Linked DNA regions of Mus musculus: regions 2, 3, 4 and 5 are each linked to region 1. A link is a contact called in public Hi-C, HiChIP or PLAC-seq and Micro-C data. All regions are on one chromosome and are shown on one strand. Each heading gives the region's core, a stretch centred on a gene start, on an enhancer-like site or on the middle of the called end of the contact. The rest is flanking DNA. Distances are from core to core; before and after follow the strand shown. Region 1 holds the start of St8sia2 (ST8 alpha-N-acetyl-neuraminide alpha-2,8-sialyltransferase 2). Region 2 has its middle 250 kb from the start of St8sia2. Region 3 overlaps Fam174b (family with sequence similarity 174, member B). Region 4 has its middle 230 kb from the start of St8sia2. Region 5 has its middle 160 kb from the start of St8sia2.

Region 1 (3,500 bases), core at 356-2,855:
TCAACAAGGTGCTCAGCCTCTGAAAGTCACCCCCAAGGGGGAAAGTGTGCTACTCTTGGGTACTCCTTGAAAGGGAAGGAACTGATGTGCAAGGGTGGGGGGGGGGAAGCAATGAAACACCCTGGAAGGGGCGCATCCCTCCTCTGGGAAAAAGACAACTGCTGCTGGCACTCAGAGGAGACCCCTGAAGAACTTGTCCCCCACCTTACCACGCTGTTTCCGTATCCTGTCAGCAGGCAGGGCATAGAGGCTCTCCCTGCAGGTGAGAGCTTGTCCTGAATCACACCACTACCACCAGTACCACCACCAACAACAACAACAATAAAAATAAAAACAGCAACAAAACCCAGCAGGCCTCCTGCAGAGACCACTCCCTTTAGCCTGTTCCTCAATGAAGAAGTGTGGGGAGCTCCCTAGACCTTCACACCTTGGCCTGGGAGAGACACGGGAACTACACTAAGGGAACTACTAGCTCCTCCTTGGAGTTGTTCTGGAGGACAACCGACTGGGCATCTCTGTTTATCTACAGGTGCTTCCCAAACAGTAGGGCACTGCATTGACATTCTCAACGCCTCTGACAAGCAACCTCTAGGACCCTTCACTAACCAAAGGACGATCTGGCTTCTTCTGAAAAGTTACATCCAGTGTGTGTGTGTGTTGTAATCTAGTTCTAGTAAAACTTAATGAATGGGTTCTTCCCTCTTGACGCAGCAGGGCAAAAGGTAACGGTAAAGTGAGCTAAAAGGGTCTGAAGCAGGGAAATCGTTCGGTATGGGGTGGGGGGGAGGAGCATCTCCCTTTGTGGGAAGTGTATTTTTCTAGAAGGCCTTTTGATCATGATAGGACTCCAGGGGTTTATTGATTAGACCAGAAAAGAGCACGAGCTAAGGGGATGAAGCACGTACAGTACCAGCCACAATGTGGGTACTATGCCTGCTCTTGGAAGTAGAGCAGGTACTACGGGGATCCCTGGGTTCTAGCCATGACCTCAAACAACTCGAGAGTTCCATGCTCCCGGGCTTGGGTCTATAAATGGACAGAGATGACCGCCCATAGAGAAGGTGGTGTTGTGCAGGCTGAGCACCTCGCCCACCAATTGCCATGAACATCGCTGGTGAAGTTGGCCCCTCTTGCCCATTTCTTCTCCCCTCCTCTCTTCCACTTCCCCTTTCAATTCGTCAACTGCTGAAGCGTAGCCCAGAGGATACCGCCTCCTCGCAGCGCGCCGGAGACCGTCCCCAAGGTGCTAGTCTTTGTGTCGGGAAAACTTTGAGAGGAAGCGAGGGCGCTGGACAAAGAGCGAGCGACGCTAGGCGTTTGCCAAGCAGCCCCGGGTGCTCCGAGTTGTCTGGCTCAGCTCAGTCTCCGGGTCGCTTTCGATGGCCGGAGCCCAGCCTTCCTAGGCCGGGAGTGGCAAGCTCCCTGAGCCCTCTCGGGCAGGAAAAGCAAAGGCGGGTGGGTGGCCGCTAGAGTTAGTGGGAGGAGACCAGGCAAGGCGCGGAGCAAAGCTGTCAAACTGCGCCTGGAGCCCAGTGCGGGGCGGGGGGGAAAGGGGGGGGGGAGAAGGAGGGAGGGGAGGGGAGGGGCGGGCAGGAGCGGAGAGAGAGCGAGCGGGCTCGCCGCGCCAGAGCAACCCTTGTCTGTTGCTGCTGCTGTCGCCTTGGCCGCCGCCGGCCAGGACTCGCCCGGAGCGCAGGGTGTGTGCCCTGCTGCGCGTGGAGCGCGGAGGCTCCTTCAGCCCCAGCTCCTCGCCCCGGCCCGCGCGCGGGTCCCGGAGGGCACCGACCCCACCATGCAGCTGCAGTTCCGGAGCTGGATGCTGGCCGCGCTTACGCTGCTCGTGGTCTTCCTCATCTTCGCAGACATCTCAGAGATCGAAGAAGAAATCGGGTAAATAGCCTCCCTGAGCCCGTGCCCCATCCCCGGCGGGATCTCTTCTTCCCCTGGGCTCCTTACTCCCCATCCGCTTTGTGTGCGCCGCGCCCCCCTGTCGCTCAGCTGGAGGGATAGTGCCGGCGGTTTGGGCTGGGGGTGGCAGTGTCAGGGGCCCGGGACGCTTTAGGGAGTGGATGATGGGGGCGCGGCTGCCGAGGGGCGTCCCCGGGCGGGGTGCACGGGCAGCTGTAGCCGCGCGGCGTGGGGAAAGCGGACTCACCCACCCTGCTCCCTGTCCCCTAGTCCCTTCCCCCGGCGTGTGCGCGCGCGGTGTCGCCGGGGTCGAGGGAGGGCGCCGGGGAGTGTCTCGGGCGGGTAGAAGGACGGAGAGTGGAGGCAGGCAGGAGTTTCTTTGTCTCCGGCTCGGCCGTTTTCTCGCCTTGGCAAAGTGGGCAGGGGGCGCGCGGGGGATCTCTGAGCTGGGGGAGGGGAATCCCCTGGCGGGAGATGAGTGGGAAGGGCTCCGTACCGACTCCTGGGAAGGGGAATGTGCCCTGAACACACCGGTACGCACCCACGCCTCCCGCCGGCCAGCCCAGGATCCGGGCGTGGGGGGTAGCACCGCTAAAGGTGTGGCGCGCGGTGCTGGAGACCAGGGCTCTCCCCTGGCTTTGGGTGCTCTGACAACCCTGCGACGGCCCCAGGCAACCCCAGGTTGCTGAGCGCTCACAGCCGGCGCCAAGACCCGGGGAGGTTGTCGGAAAGTCTCCAACGCCGCCCGGTGGGCTTCGGGGTCCCCAGGAGCGCGCGATCTCAGCTTGTCCCTATCTCTTCAGAGGTAGGCGGGACCACACCTCCAGCTGTGCCTGGTTCGGGACTTCTTGGAATGAGCTGTCTAACTGAGCTGGGCTCATCAATCAGGGTGTCCCGTGGGCTGAAGCTGGCTCCCGATCCTACAGTCTTCTGCACGCGGAGCCCGACCCATGTCCGGAGCCTCCAAACCGTGGTGGAACATGTAGGAAGGCAGCAAGGCTCTGAGGTGGCCTTCAGTAAAAGGGTGAGGTCCCTGAGAGCACAGGAGGCGGATTTGATTCTCTGTGGGATTAGTGAGGAGCCAAGCTCAATCAAACAAGCGTCCTGTGCTGCGTGCGCCCCTCCTTTGTCCAACTTCGTTCGTAAGGATATAAGAACAGAGAATGGATGGGTCCTGCCTTCAGATCCCTCCAAAACAGAGAGAGTCCAGAATCCAAGATGCTGAGGCCCTAGGGACCCTAACCTAATAGCAGGTGCCTCTTCCTACCCTTTGCTTTCTCTCTCCCACTCACTGTCCCTTTCTGTAACCCCACAAACCATTCTATGGACTCCACTATGTTTCAAGAGTCCCTCTCTGCTTCATTCCTCTCGTCCTCGGTTTCCCCAAGAACTCCGAAAACTTTCACTTAATGTTCAGTTAATACACTCTGTGCCGCCAGCTTCTCGGCAGAGACAGAAACGAACTGCTTTCCCATAGCTTCTCTCCTGGTGTGTGGTCGGAACAGAAATTGGTGCAGTCACATTCTGAGATATGGACTAAAGCGCTCCCGGGTCACTAGATGACTTTGACAATGGGAAAAGGAAAGACCTTC
Region 2 (3,500 bases), core at 570-3,069, 250 kb before region 1:
TAGTGGATGGGTCACACCTACCTTTGAGAATTCAAAGCTGTGTTAAAAATGAGCTGTAAAACACTTCCAGGAAGCACTAGTGAGACCCAAGACGCTGCTATTTTTTTTTAACCTCTGGAAGACATTTAATAATCCTTCTAGATGCTTAACCAAACTGAGACTTCATCAAAAAGATTCTTGTGTTGGTTCTTTTTTCTCTTTAAATAGAAAGTTACTCTCCTGACCTGGTAGCTCATGACTACCGTCTGCAGCTCTTTGGGAGGCTGAGAAAACTGACTCCAAATTCCAAGGCCAATCTGAGCTGCATCATGAGATCCTGTCTTAAAACATGTACCTCCAAAAAATAACCAAGTCCCAAGTCTGGGCAAATGGGGCTTGGCCTGTAGATACTGATGGTTGCTTGTATGAATTGGTGTTGTGGGGAACTGATGCTTCTGTCCGGCAGGCGTGAGCTTGGATTCAGGGCTGTGTACTCACTTATTTGCTTAAATCGGGACATCCTTCTACTGTGAGCACAGCAAACATTGATAAATTTCTGTTAGTGTGTAAATATGAATGCTCCACTTGCTGTCAGGAGGCCATACTTGCCTGATTCATGTGTGAAGGGTTTCATACTTATTAACAACCATTACTGCAGGAAGTATGCTTTCTCACCCAGGACGTTATATGTAACTTGTAAGCATGATTGCGGGTAAACCTAGCAGACATATGATTCGTAACAACTATAAACTATTTTCTAAGGCAAAGGTGACAATTTGAAAACTACAGGTAATTGTCATATCCCTAGATCAGATGACTAAATGCTGGCAAAATGTGATTTTCCCCCCACCCCCAACAAATAAAATAGTAAGTTCAATGCAGAATCTCCATGAAAACCTCAACAGTTTCTACTGGAACTGAAAAATACTTCCCCAAAATACATTAAGTATGGGCTTAGGCATCACCATTGACGTTTTAAAAATATGATAAAAACAGCTAAGAATAGGAACCCTCAAAATCAACATGTTAATGAAAATCTCCCATCTTTCAAAAGTAGCATGCTCAGACGACCAATCAAGGAAAGCATATCGAAGCTGAGGAAAATATCCATAAACAGGCATTTATGTATGTGTGACCTATAACATATTAGCTAAAAGAAAGCATTTCAGATCTGAGAAAAAACATTAGACAATTCAATTAATAGTTCAAAGAAACAAATTGGAAATAAATTTGATCCATTACTGCTTGCCAAAGACAAATCCAGTAGAATTTACATAAATAAAAATGCATGAAAGCCATAAAGACTAGAGAGAAAGAAAAAATACATGAATTGAGAATTTGTCAAAGGATATAAAATCAGCAAAAATCCATAAATGAAAAGTTAGTTAGACCTGACTATTTCAAAGCTAATGTATCTCTATTCTTAAAGCCAAGGCAGCCCAGACATAATCAAGAAACTTAAAATATCTATAAACAATATACATATACTACAGACATATACATGTATACATATCCTCTTTCATGTGTGAGTGTGTGTATATAAGAGAAGAAAGGGGAGGAGGAAAGAGGAGGGAGGGATAGTGTGAGGGCAGGAAGGAGGACAGGAGTGTAGAAGGGGGTGCTTAATCCCACAGTTCCAGAGGCCACCACCACTGCCCTCCCTGACCCTGTAAACCTGACAGAAAAGCTGGGATAAAGTCACCCTGGTCCTTCACACATTTAGACTCACTAAGCAAACAAACACAATCTTTTCAAAAGACCTGGTTTTACCCAGTGTTCATCTAAACTTCTGGCAAAACATTCACACTGAAGCTCTCTCCTGCCAAACCACATGGCAAGCGATAGAGCATAATTTAGTATAGTCACTCCAGGAAATCTGGCATGGTCTGTAAAATGTTAAATGCTCACACAGTGTGATCCCGGAAAATATAAATAACAATAAAGCCCAGATTGATCCAGAAATTGTTATTTCTTGTCATCCACTTGTGTAAAGGAAGAGGCCCATCAGGATTACATTCACAGGGATCTTTGGGGATTGGGAGTTGAGTTCCTGGCCGTTCTCTGTCTTTACCTGGTGACCCAAGTAGAGCATGGTAAGGCCCAGAGCTTCAACCCCCTCTCCCAGATATCAATTCTAGCATCACTGCCTCCTTGCTTTAAATCCCCTCGCTCCTCTATATCCAGCACAGACACAGCAGCCCTTGCCTGCCTTGAAGGATACATTTCCAAGACTCCTTGTGGATGCCTGAAACACTACATATATTTCTTTCCTACATGTTCATTCTTATGATAAAATTCCACATTTCATCCTGAGTATATTATAGCTTCTTTTTAGACTAGCTGGGTAGCCATCAGCTTTGGAGCCATTATTAAGTAAACAAACTCTTCGAACATTCGCTCTGCAAAACAGTGAGAGTAAATCTGATAAGCAAGGAGTGACTAATGTGTAGTGTCCTAGAGTTACTGTTGCTGTGAGGAAACACAATGACAAAAAGCTACTTGGGGAGGAAAGGGTTTATTTGGCTTGTACATCCTGAATCACAGCCCACTGAGGGAAGCCAAGACAGGAACTCAAACTCAACAGGAACCCAGAGGTGGGGGCTCATGCAGAGGCCATGGGAAGGTGTTACATATTGGCTTGCTCCTAATGACTTGCTCAGCCTGCTTTCTTAGAGAATCCAGGAACACCAACCCAGGGATGGTACAACCTAAAATGTGGCCCCCTCACATCAATCAGTCACTAACTAAGAATGCTCTAGCAGTGGTCCTCAACCTTTGTAATGATGTGACCCTTTTTTTTGGTATTTTCCTCATTTACATTTCAAATGCTATCCCAAAAGTCCCCCATACCCCCTCCCCCACTCCTCTACCCCCCACACTCCCACTTTTTGGCCCTGGTGTTCCCCTGTACTGGGGCATGTAAAGTTTGCAAGTCCAATGGGCCTCTCTTTGCAGTGATGGCTGACTAGGCCATCTTTTGATACATATGCAGCTAGAGTCAAGAGCTCCGGGGTACTGGTTAGTTCATAATGTTGTTCCACCTATAGGGTTGCAGATCCCTTTAGCTTCTTGGATACTTTCTCTAGCTCCTCCATTGGGGTCCCTGTGATCCATCCAATAGCTGACTGTGACCATCCACTTATGTGTTTGCTAGGCCCCGGCATAGTCTAACAAGAGGTAGCTATATCAGGGTCCTTTCAGCAAAGCCCAGGACCAGATGGGTTTAGTGCAGAGTTCTACCAGACCTTCAAAGAAGATCTAATTCCAGTTCTGCACAAACTATTCCACAAAATAGAAGTAGAAGGTACTCTACCCAACTCATTCTATGAAGCCACAATTACTCTGATACCTAAACCACAGAAAGATCCAACAAAGATAGAGAACTTCAGACCAATTTCTCTTATGAATATCGATGCAAAAATACTCAATAAAATTCTTGCTAACCGAATCCAAGAACACATTAAAACAATCATCCATCCTGACCAAGTAGGTTTAATTCCAGGGATGCAGGGATGGTTTAA
Region 3 (3,500 bases), core at 346-2,845, 240 kb after region 1:
AAAGCTATGTAACCTTCAATTGAGGAGCACTCAGAGTCCAGACCTCAACCTCAGATGAGGGGGTCAGCTCTGCTTCCACTTCAAACCGACTCTACATCGGCCTGACTGTTCAAGAGATTAAAGTAGGCACAGTCTCCTATGCCATGTTGATGCCATTGGTGTCTAATATTCCTACAGGAAGCTCTAGCCACAAAAGAGGGGCAAACAAGCCTGCTGAGAAAGCCAGTCCACACCCTGGAAGGGCCACACTGTTTGCACACACATCTCAGCAGGATGTGGGGCTGGCAGGGGCAGCAGCAGCTGGGTGTCTTGGTTGCTTTTTCCAGCAGCTGGGTACCTTGGGCTGCACTCAACACAGCTGCCAGGCTGCCTGCCATACAAGCAGGAAAGCTCATGTGTGCTTGTCCTCCAGAGATGCCTCGAGGGAACAAAAGTCTCCCGTGATAAACTAGGGGTTTGCATAGACCCAAAACGCTGACTGCAACTGTGCGCTGAGCCAACCAAGCTCAAAACACACATGAAATCCAAACGCCTCCCAAAATCTGGAACCATTCCAAAACTCCAGGGCTCTCTGCGCTCCGTGCAGTCGTTTTTTCCCAAACCAAAGCATCCCAGCAGTAAGAAATAGAAAAGGTGAAGGCTGTTGAGCTGGGGGCGGAGCTCAGCAGCAGAGGGCGTGGCCAGAATGCTTGAGGTCCTAGGTTTGATACAGTATTGTGGTCGGGGTGCTGTACACAGAAGCCTTTCTGGCCTGTGATGTCTCCTCTACCTGACTGGAAACAAGCCTGGCCAACCCGCACGGGTTCCAGTTCACGAATTGTGATCAGAAAGTTACACGTCCAATAAGAGACCAATATCGGGACCCACCTCACCACCCTGGGGCCAAGCTCGATGTTCCTCTTTCCACTCCGTCATAAAATAACCCAAAGGCAGGAATCATTCACATCCGAGTTCAATTTGTGTGCTTCCTGGGGGAAGCCAGAAACATTTGGTGGACAGGAAAACCTAGACTCTGTGAATAAGTTATCAGTGTGCAGACGGGTCCGCAAAAAAAAAAAAAAAAAAAAAAAAAAAAAAAAAAAAAAAAAAAAAAACTTATGTAGAAATAAAAGGTGACCTTAAAACCTTCATTCTTTCATACTTATTGACATTTAAAAAAAAAAAAAAGCTGTTCACAATATGACATTCAGGGGAGAAAGTGCCATAAATCGGCCTTTGTAACTTGGGCCTTTTTCAACAGAGAAAGCAACGCCCACAGATGTGTACTCGCACTCTCTCTAGTGGCTACTGCTAAGTAGTGAGATGACAGCCATCTCATCCCCCACCCCCGCGCTTACCCCTGCTTTCTCATCTCTAGTTTCTATACACCTGTACATTAGGGAACACTTCTGAGCCTCGCAGCAGTCAGTCTTCTCTGGACTGGACTGGCCTTGTGCCTGACTGACTCGCTCCAAGTTCATTCACATCCTCATTTCAACCACAAACAGCAGGAGCTTCCCGTGGGGAGCCCCCGAAGTTCAGTCCTTCCTGGACACCAAGGGGAGGCAGGGCAAGCAGGGTCTGGCAGTCGTCCTGAATGTCTGCGGGAGGCTCTGACACAGGCTACCACAGAACAAATGCTGATTCCAGCTGGGGAGGCTGACAACGACAGAAGGGGCTATGCACTCAGAGGAAGAAGTGGAGGAATGGAATGTGCTCAAAGAAAGCTGGGGGACCAGATACAGACACCAACTCAAAACCGACCATCACCGAGGCTATCGGAGAGGCTCGAAGATGAATCCCGTGCACCGGTGACGAAGTGAAACTTCCTGCAAGACTGAGCAAGGGGGAAAGGGGGGAAAATAGTATTAAAAATACAAGAGAGGGGGGCTGGAGAGATGGCTCAGTGGTTAAGAGCACTGACTGCTCTTCCAGAGGTCCTGAGTTCAATTCCCAGCAACCACATGGTGGCTCACAACCATCTGTAATAGGAACTGATGCCCTCTTCTGGTGTGTCTGAAGACAGCTATGGTATACTCATATACATAAAATAAATATTTTTTAAAAATACGAGAGAGGGAGACATAGTGGCACACACCAAGGGATTAAGTCATCCCAGCATTTGGGAGGAAGAGACAAGTGGATCTCTGCAAGTTCCGGGCCAGCCAGGGCTACACAAAGACCCTCTCTTTCAAAGAGGAAAAGAAAGACCATAGCTGCTCACATTACAAATGTTTACAAGATTAAAGAATGATGTTGGGAACAACTACACAACAACAACAGGTTTGTAAACTTTAAAGGGAATAGACAAAATGCCCTAAAACTGCTTCTGATCAAAACTGACCCAGGAAGAAGTAAAGACTGAATATTCTAAAAACTATTCAAGGAAATGAATGTCACTGACCCTAAAAACTCCACACAGGCTGCTCAGGTCCAGCCAGTTTTTTGATATGCTCTACTAAACACTTAGAAAACAAGTGATTCCGATCTGATCCAAACTAGTCCAGAAAAGGAAAATAAGGAAGCCTGCCCTACTCGTTTTATGAGGCCACCATAACTTTTAACAAAGCCTGACAAACTAATAACGAGACAGAAAAAAAACAAACAGCCAGTTACCACTCCCTAGAGAGAAGGAAAGCCTTGTATAAGACAGTTCACGCAGAAAGATAACACATGACCAAGCTGTCTCCCTCTCCAGAATCCTGAACTGGAGAAATATTAGAAATTTAATAAATACAGATTTACCACTTTAATCGGTTAAAGGAGAAGGCATGTCCTGCCTAACAGAGCAAGGGAAAGAAAGAAAATTCAAAGGTAACGAACACTCAGAGACCGAGGGGAAACTCCATACAGCAAAACCCACCAGCCAACTCCACTCAGTAGTCAGCTATTGACCAGAAGTTAAGGCTGCTACCATCCCTTCTGATCCATAAACAGAGGCAGGAAGAAAGCTGACTGGGCCTGGTGATCTCAAAGTTGACCCCCAGTGACACACCTCCTCCAGCAAGGCCACACCTCCTCAATCTTCCCAAACAGTTCCACCAATTAGGGATCAAGTATTCACATATATGAATGTACGGTGGCCATGCTCATTCAAACCAAACAGACTCACATAGTAGAATTAGAGGCCTGACTCCTGCAAGTTGCCAAACCACCACCACATACATGCCATAGTATGTATGCATATATGCTCATATACACACATACATGTGCACACACCTACACAAATAAATAAAGTGACCATAGTATATATAGGAACCTGGTTTTGAAGTTGTCCCCAAAGTGACAACAGAGAAGAGCCAGGCTGCTGAAGAACAGTCACTCAGCATGAAGACTGAGCCCGTGGGACTCAGGCTCACTATTGCCAGATAGCTCAGAGTACAGGATTAATACAAGTGAATTTTCTGGGTCCTGAGTTTCTGCCTAGACTAGAAGAAATGAAGGATACCAAGGAACTAGAGGGAGCAAACCCAGATCCTGTACCAGTGCTGAGGGGCCCCATGCCATAGCTGTGCCACACA
Region 4 (3,500 bases), core at 709-3,208, 230 kb before region 1:
GGCTATTTGTTTTTCCATATGAAGTTGGGAACTCTTCTCTCAAGCTGTATAAAGAATAGCATTGGAATTTTCCTGGGGGCTGTGTTGAATCCTCAAGTTGATTGCTTTTTAGGATGACCATTTTTACTATATTCATCCTACTGATCCATGAACATGGGAGATCTTTCCATCTTCTGATATTTTAAATTTTTTTTCTCCAAAGACTTAAAGATTTATCTCACAGATCTTTTACTTGCTTGGTTAGAGTTTCTCTAAGATATTTTCTATAATTTGAGGCTATTGTGAAGAGTACACAACAGAATATTTTTTAGCTGTGTAAAGGAATGACTGCCTACTCCTGCTGCAACACAGGCAGACCTTGAGAATATTATTTTAGAGAAAGTAGAGAGATATAAAATTTCACATTCACATACCTCCTTTTATATTAACCATTTATACAGTATTAGCCAGGATCCAAGAGACCATGGACTTGAGCTATAAATATAGAAGGAAATAAAACATAGGGGTCTAGCATTTCTTTTTGTAAATAATAAACTATTCTAAGGTTTTGGATGAGGCGTGTACAATTATGCAAACATATATACTAAAAAGTATTAATTTATTTTATTCTATTTATTTGTGTGTGTATGAATTTGTGTGTACATATGTGCCTACATGTGGTTATGTATACTACATGCATGCAACTTCCTACAGGGGCCAGAAGAGGGTGTCAGATCCCATGGATAGAGTTACAGGCAGTTGTAAGTCATAAGATGTAGGTACCAAGAACCAAACTAAGGCTATCTACAAGAACAGTGCTCTTAACCACTGAGCCACATCTTCAGCCCCTGAATTATATGTTTAAATAACCGAGTTGATTGGTATATGTATTAAAACTGTCTTTACAAAGGCTCTAGGCTCAAACCTCCACAAATCCTTACAAAGCTTAAAATTGTAAATACATGCATATGGACCATTGATGACCATATTATGAACACTGTACAGACTGAGAAAATGAGTTTTTGTAGGATACGACGAAAAATAATAGAAAACTTCACATTTCCATATGGCACACTCATGGATTGCTTTTTGAGAGCCCAGCTTTAGCAATAGCAACTGAGATTCAGGGACTCTGCAGAGCCTTCCCTCCCACACAGCCTTTGTTTTTTCTAGTTGGTCATGAAGATTCAAGGACCCTTCAGAGGTCAAGGGAGGCTAGTATGGGATGTTTCTTTTCTGGTGCTCGAGATCCACTGGAAAAATAAGAAATGCCAAGAAGGGGTGAACATATCAAGAAATATTTTAGCTGTTTGCATTTTTTAATTAAGGCTTTTGACATAAAAACCAGAATGTAAGGTAATTGTGGTGTTCACATGATAATTAGGGTTTTCCTAGTAAAAAATTAATTCAAAGCACAATGAGGCAGTCTGGTGCAGAAAGGGGGAACAATAGGAAGGTTGTGCGCTACTAGCAGTCATTCTGTAATGTGGCATATTCAGTCACCAACAACAGAAGCTGAGAAGTGAAGGACACTGGAGGAGGGAGGTGGGTGGCACCAGTTTGACTGGGAAGAAGATCCTCACCTCCTCTCCTGGAGGCAAGGCAAAGCATCTCATTAATTCACAGCTGGGAGCATCCTTCCCAACAAAGGTTGGTATTAAAATAAGATTTTTTTTTCTTTCTCCTTTATGTACAGCACAGTAGCAATGAGGAGAGAGAAGGGGGCGGGGAAGGAGGAAGCCTGTGAGAGTCTCTTCTTGCTTCCTCGTTTGCTCCCAACATTTCCAAAGCCAGAGAGCTCTAGAGACAGGCAGGGTTCAAAGTCTCCCTCAGGTCTCAGTCCTTGGAAATTGAGTCCCTTCTTCATTTGGAGCTGCCCACCAGTTGCTATGGTAACATAACATCTGCTCCCCAACTCTGCTCCAGTGGTCACCAGATCTGGCATCTGCCAAGCTACTGCTAGTTCTGCATCTTGCCTCCTGTGTTACTCCCCTCCCCAAGGATCATATCACACTTTTCCAGCAGAGTGAACATCTATTCAGAGAGCAGGTTACAGAGAGAAGAGAGGTTAAATCTGTGTGTGCTGCAATCCTGAGGAGGCAGGCACGCTCTTGCATGCAGAGACATTAATTCATCCAGTCTCTGGATTGATGCTCTGCTTGTGATGAGCTCCAATCCTCCAGCAAGCCAACCCTCCAGATCTCATTCATTAGCATTTATTTTTTTGAGGGCCACACATTATTTATTAAAAACTTCATAAGCAATTTAAAACACACAAATTCCATTCTCCTCTCCCTTGTTTTCTCATTTGAATACATTTCAAGCTTAATTGCTTGCCTGTCTTTCTTTCTATTCGCCAATTATTTTTGAAACTGAACAGAATAGAATATAAATACAGGTTTCCTTGCCTACCACTTTCTCTCGTTGCTCCTAGTAGCATCGTTATTCCTACTTCCCTCTTTAGAAATCCCAATTTGACATGCTTTCGCTGATGCTTACAATCCTTTCTGGTCTCTAAGGAATTGGGAGGTGGCAAAGGGCAGCAGAAAGAATACAAACTCTGAAGCCACATGAACTCAGAGATGACATTCTATCAGGAGTGACCAGACTTTTCTACTATTGGCACCAAAAGCCTCACAACCCCTGAATCTCAGATAAACTGGCATGGCTGGTTGCTTTCTTTCTTCCCTGCTTCTCCATCTACTTGCAGTGTTCATGGGAAACCTTCTTTGCATTCCTAATACACACATTTTCCTAATTTATCAAATAACAAGGTGCTCACCCAAATATTGTAATGAGGTTTAAATATGATGGTTAAATGTCTAGTTCTTGGGCCAGTGAGATGCTTCAGTGGGCAAGAATATTTGCCACTAAGCCTGACAACCCAGGTTCAGTCTCTGGAACCCACATGAAGGTGGTAAGAGAAGCAGTTCCACAAAGCTGTCCTCTGACCTCCACACGTGCAGCACAACATACATGGGCACATGTACACACACATAAATCAGTGAAAAACTCGGGCATTGAATGCTTAATCCAAATCTCCTGCAGACATTCACTATGAGCAGCCTTTCAAAATTCATGGGATTAAGTTTCTATCACTCATTGAACATATAATGAGGAAAGCAATGCTCTTATGTGTGGAGCACACAGCTGGGAACAAGGTGGGATTGGCTGGGCAACATGAAAAGCAGACCTCACTACCTGGTGCGTAAGTGGAGATTTTCCTGTGAATACCTGCAAGATGCCAGCCTGCTGGGGGTCATCGGGTCATTGTGCTGGGCTAGAATTCAAAGCCAAGGACATCACACTCTCCTGGACACATTCTCCTTTTTCTCTCTGGTGACAATTAGTTTCTAATAGCAACTGCACTCCTAAAATTTCCAGTGTTATTCGGGCTAGAAAACACTTTGATTCTGAACATCATTAGGACAAACCAAAACAAAAACCCCTGGTTCTCAAGAGACCTTGAGAACTGGGTTAAAATAGCCACCAGCTTCCCAAGCTGCCTAAAATCTCTCTTT
Region 5 (3,500 bases), core at 567-3,066, 160 kb before region 1:
TCGTTTTTTGCCTGACTCAGCACACTATAAATCGAACCGGTGGCAACCGGGTGCTATAATGTTCAAGAGAGCCTATCATTAGGGATTCTCAGAAAATGCACATTCCATTGCACAGGAACACAATGGGCTCTGTGTCCACAAGCCCCACAGACCCCATTTTCAAAGTTCAGACCACAGAGAGATCTGTGTGGTGTGTGAATCTGAGTACTGTGGTCCTTAAAGCATGAATTGGCCTCATCTGGGCAAGAAGCTCGGAGGAAGAATTAGCCTTGGCCTTTTTTTACAGATGGCCAGTGAGTTACTGCTGCTGAACAGGGTCAGTGGAATTGTCCTATGCATCCCTTCAGCTGGTCCTTTCTATCGTCTGTATTGCAACCCCCCCCCCCCCCCCCGGCTATCAGTGTAGATTGATGTGTCCACCTGCCTTACAGTGGCAGGGTGAGCTATCTACCATCTACCTTTGCTTATCACTCCATATATTGACTGAGATCTTGGTGGTGCCGAACCAGCCGAGTCTCTCTTCCCACCGCTTATCCATCATTCCCCAAGTACCAACAGAACTCTTTTGAAAAGGAAGAAGCTGCCAAGGCACATGCCAAAATTATATTGTATTTCATCTTACTTTGGAAGTAACGAGCTCGTTTAGCCTGAAATGTAATTTAAAAGTGCAATGTGCCTTTTTCCTCTTCTCCTCTTTTGGTAATAGCTCGGAGGCTGCACGCAGCTAGCTGACTGACACATCAGTAACAGGTACAGAATGAAACCTGTTCCTTCCAGAAAATGAATGTCAGCCAGGACAGCTGGACAGAAGAGTCGGGACATGGAGCTGTGCTGGCAGCTTAGCTCCTAACAGGTAGGGATCTATCAGCCTCGCTTTGACACAAAGCTGCCTTCACAGAGAAGATTGAAGCCAAGTTCACATGCAGATTAAGCTAAAAAAAGGAAAAAAAGAAAAAAAAGAAAAGACACACACACACACAAAGGCAAGACAAGAGACCCAGGCAGCAGCTCAAAGGCATTCATTCCCTTCCCCCCTTCTCTCCCTTGCTTCCTGCTTCTCCATTAAGCTTAACTTCCAAGGCTGAGAAACAGCAGCTGATTCCGATCAAATAACACCTAAGACATTAACAGCTCCAGGTGTGTTTGACAGTTCTCGAGGGCTGTAATGTGAAGAATCAGTGGTGTTGGGCAAAGCTGGAAACATAATGGCCCAGGGGGGGGGGGGAAATTCCACATTCAAGATGAAGTCACACCTCATAAGGCAGCTAATAGTTTTAGAGTCACATATTTAAGAAGAAAGTGGTAATTACATGATAAAATATTAGCCAAGCTCCAAAAAACAGAGCTAGGGAGACAAATCTACATATGTTAAGGAATGCACCCAGATTGGATTTCAGTTTGCTCTCCAGTTACCTAAAGTTCTTAAGATTGGAATGTGTTCTGAGTGTATTCACCAGGCAAAGTGGGCGGGACACAGAAGAGCCACATCCTGGCTTCTACAGGAACTATCAGCTCACCCTCCTGCCAATCACCGCATCTGTCTCCTCCTTGGTGTTTCCCCCACCAATAAATGAGAGCTATGATTGATGCATAGCTTATGTTATGTTTACAGAATGATGTGGTTTTTAAAGTTTGCTTTTAATGTCTACTTTTAAAGCACTGAGATTTCAAATAGAGCTTTGCTTTTTTTTTTTTTTTTTCCTCCAAGTGTATCCTGCCTCAAAGTTCACATGGCTGAGGAATTAAGGAGGCACATTCCAAGCCTGCCTATTCAGAGTTTATAGAGAGCAAGATGCAAGTAGTTCTGACTCAGCTGCTCTGGGGACAGACGTGAGGTACAGTCATTTTAACAAGCTCCCATATGACTGCTACTTGCTGCTCTGAGGCCCATGCTTTGGGTAGCAGGGTTCAGAATGCCCACACATTAGAGCTGTTTCATACAACAGCCTTCTTAAACGTGGTACATGTGGTAGCCTACAGGCTGATTAAGCTTTTGGTTCTTGCTCAATAGATCTGGACTGAGACTAGGAATTTGTGTTTCTAATAAGCTTCCAAGTGATACTTCTGTTTCTGGCCCAGGGTCCACATTTGAGAATCAGTAGTCTATGGACTAGAGTGGAGAGAGAGAGAGAGACATACATATACACACACACACACACACACACACACAGAGAGAGAGAGAGAGAGAGAGACAGACAGACAGACAGACAGACAGACAGAGAGAGAGAGGAGAGAAAGACAGAGAGACAGAGGCAGAGATGATTATAGTAGACTAAAACAAAAACACTATATTAGCACAATATAATTTCTAATTATGTAAGATACATGGTTAAAACAGGGGTGAAAAGTGTGACTCAGTAGTAGAGAATGTTTTTAGCATACATGTGGCTATAGGTTTGATTCCTCAGAACCAAATGCACACATATCCCTAAAATGTAGAAGTCAATGTACCAGAGATTGTTTTATGAATTTGGGGTTATGGTCTCTAATTTTCAAGTCTAATTTCTGTAAAAGTCACTTTCTATTGTGTCATTACCTCCTTCCTTGGCTGTAGTTCGAAGAGCAGCAGATCTCCTGAGTTCTGACCTTGCCCACTTGCAAGTACAAGAAAAGAACAATGGCTTCTGATTGGGGAAGTACTCAAAAGCATGTGCAAGGTACTGGTCAAAAAATTGAGCATTATGAGGTGAGGGTAAGCCAGTTAAGTGTAGTTGTCTTCACAGATCAACATGGAGGCGAGGCCACAGCCAGACACGCGTGTTGGCTTGTTAGTTATATCCTCTTGTCTTCCTAAAAGGCTTGAAAATGCTTTAAAATGCATTCCAGACTGGACCTCAAGGCAGCAAATGTTTGACTATCAGGCTTCTTTGGAGCAGGTTATGTAGTACTGAGAGTCATCATCTTAATCCTTTGTCATCTGTGGGCTTACAGGACAAAGTCCTGTACTAAGGCCAATGTCTCTCTACTTGTCACAGGTTGTTCAGGGCCCAGCCACAAGGACCTCAGCTCTTCAATGCTCCCCCGGATTTATTTATCTATTTATTTTTAAATATTTATACATTTTTATTTTGTGTGTATGAGTGACAGTCTGCTTGTGTGTTTGTGTATGACGTGCATGACTGGTACCCACAGAGAACAGAAAAGGGAGCCAGATCCCCATGGAACTAGAGTTATAGGTGGTGTGAGCCAATGTGTGGGTGCTTGGAACTGAACCCAGGTTCTTCAAAGAGTAGGAGATGCTCTTAACCATTGTGCGATCTCCCCAGCCTCTCCACTGTACAGAACTCTGGTACAGAATGCATAGCTAGTCCTTTCCCTGAAGGAAAAAACTGGAGATCAAGAAAAGAGAAACTCCTCCTCCTCTTCATCATCATCAACATTATCACTTTTATCATCATCTTCATCATCATATCCTTCTCCTTATCCAAAACTCACTATACTGGATCCATCCTAAGAAAATGAAGAAGGGTGATATGCATATGGCTGAATTCACCTACAGG

What was found. Hi-C and Micro-C count contacts between places; a contact is called where the count stands out from the background. HiChIP or PLAC-seq counts read pairs in DNA pulled down with a chosen protein or histone mark.
Region 2: a contact with region 1 is called in a Hi-C map of cortical neurons, with 1.8 times the contacts expected there. The contact joins the enhancer-like site here to the promoter of St8sia2 in region 1. A contact is called at or near these places in 1 of 39 promoter capture datasets (cranial neural crest), 1 of 484 Hi-C or Micro-C datasets (cortical neurons) and 8 of 115 datasets of contacts at active chromatin or transcription factors (embryonic forebrain, embryonic hindbrain, embryonic limb bud and 4 more).
Region 3: a contact with region 1 is called in a Hi-C map of uterus, with 2.6 times the contacts expected there. The contact joins the enhancer-like site here to the promoter of St8sia2 in region 1. A contact is called at or near these places in 2 of 484 Hi-C or Micro-C datasets (myocytes and uterus), 7 of 115 datasets of contacts at active chromatin or transcription factors (craniofacial prominence, embryonic forebrain, embryonic hindbrain and 4 more) and 1 of 9 other capture datasets (embryonic stem cells).
Region 4: an H3K4me3 HiChIP or PLAC-seq map of forebrain shows a contact between it and region 1, with 3 times the contacts expected there. The contact joins the enhancer-like site here to the promoter of St8sia2 in region 1. A contact is called at or near these places in 1 of 39 promoter capture datasets (cranial neural crest), 7 of 484 Hi-C or Micro-C datasets (embryonic stem cells, forebrain and nephron progenitors) and 9 of 115 datasets of contacts at active chromatin or transcription factors (craniofacial prominence, embryonic forebrain, embryonic hindbrain and 5 more).
Region 5: a Micro-C map of embryonic fibroblasts shows a contact between it and region 1, with 3 times the contacts expected there. The contact joins the enhancer-like site here to the promoter of St8sia2 in region 1. A contact is called at or near these places in 1 of 39 promoter capture datasets (cranial neural crest), 4 of 484 Hi-C or Micro-C datasets (Sertoli cells, embryonic fibroblasts and nephron progenitors), 5 of 115 datasets of contacts at active chromatin or transcription factors (embryonic limb bud, embryonic stem cells, forebrain and 1 more) and 1 of 9 other capture datasets (pancreatic islet).

What each region holds. Positions count from the first base shown.
Region 1 is chr7:74,011,787-74,015,286 of GRCm38.p6, reverse strand. It overlaps St8sia2 (ST8 alpha-N-acetyl-neuraminide alpha-2,8-sialyltransferase 2), which reads left to right and starts at 1,605. Exons shown (of 6, transcript NM_009181.2): 1 at 1,605-1,890. The coding sequence starts at 1,793.
Region 2 is chr7:74,265,035-74,268,534 of GRCm38.p6, reverse strand. No RefSeq gene overlaps it. Among named protein-coding and RNA genes, the nearest start is that of St8sia2, 250 kb to the right of the region's middle. Within about 2 kb of position 1,819, at least 2 of the 459 cell types and tissues checked have an H3K27ac peak or open chromatin away from gene starts, as enhancers often do. A contact at or near this core is called in cortical neurons, where this site is marked.
Region 3 is chr7:73,769,591-73,773,090 of GRCm38.p6, reverse strand. All of the region lies in intron 2 of Fam174b (family with sequence similarity 174, member B), which reads right to left. Among named protein-coding and RNA genes, the nearest start is that of Gm30236, 9.2 kb to the left of the region's middle. Within about 2 kb of position 1,595, at least 27 of the 459 cell types and tissues checked have an H3K27ac peak or open chromatin away from gene starts, as enhancers often do. A contact at or near this core is called in uterus, where this site is marked.
Region 4 is chr7:74,239,094-74,242,593 of GRCm38.p6, reverse strand. No RefSeq gene overlaps it. Among named protein-coding and RNA genes, the nearest start is that of St8sia2, 230 kb to the right of the region's middle. Within about 2 kb of position 1,958, at least 23 of the 459 cell types and tissues checked have an H3K27ac peak or open chromatin away from gene starts, as enhancers often do. A contact at or near this core is called in neural tube, where this site is marked.
Region 5 is chr7:74,170,992-74,174,491 of GRCm38.p6, reverse strand. No RefSeq gene overlaps it. Among named protein-coding and RNA genes, the nearest start is that of St8sia2, 160 kb to the right of the region's middle. Within about 2 kb of position 1,816, at least 39 of the 459 cell types and tissues checked have an H3K27ac peak or open chromatin away from gene starts, as enhancers often do. A contact at or near this core is called in embryonic fibroblasts and embryonic limb bud, where this site is marked.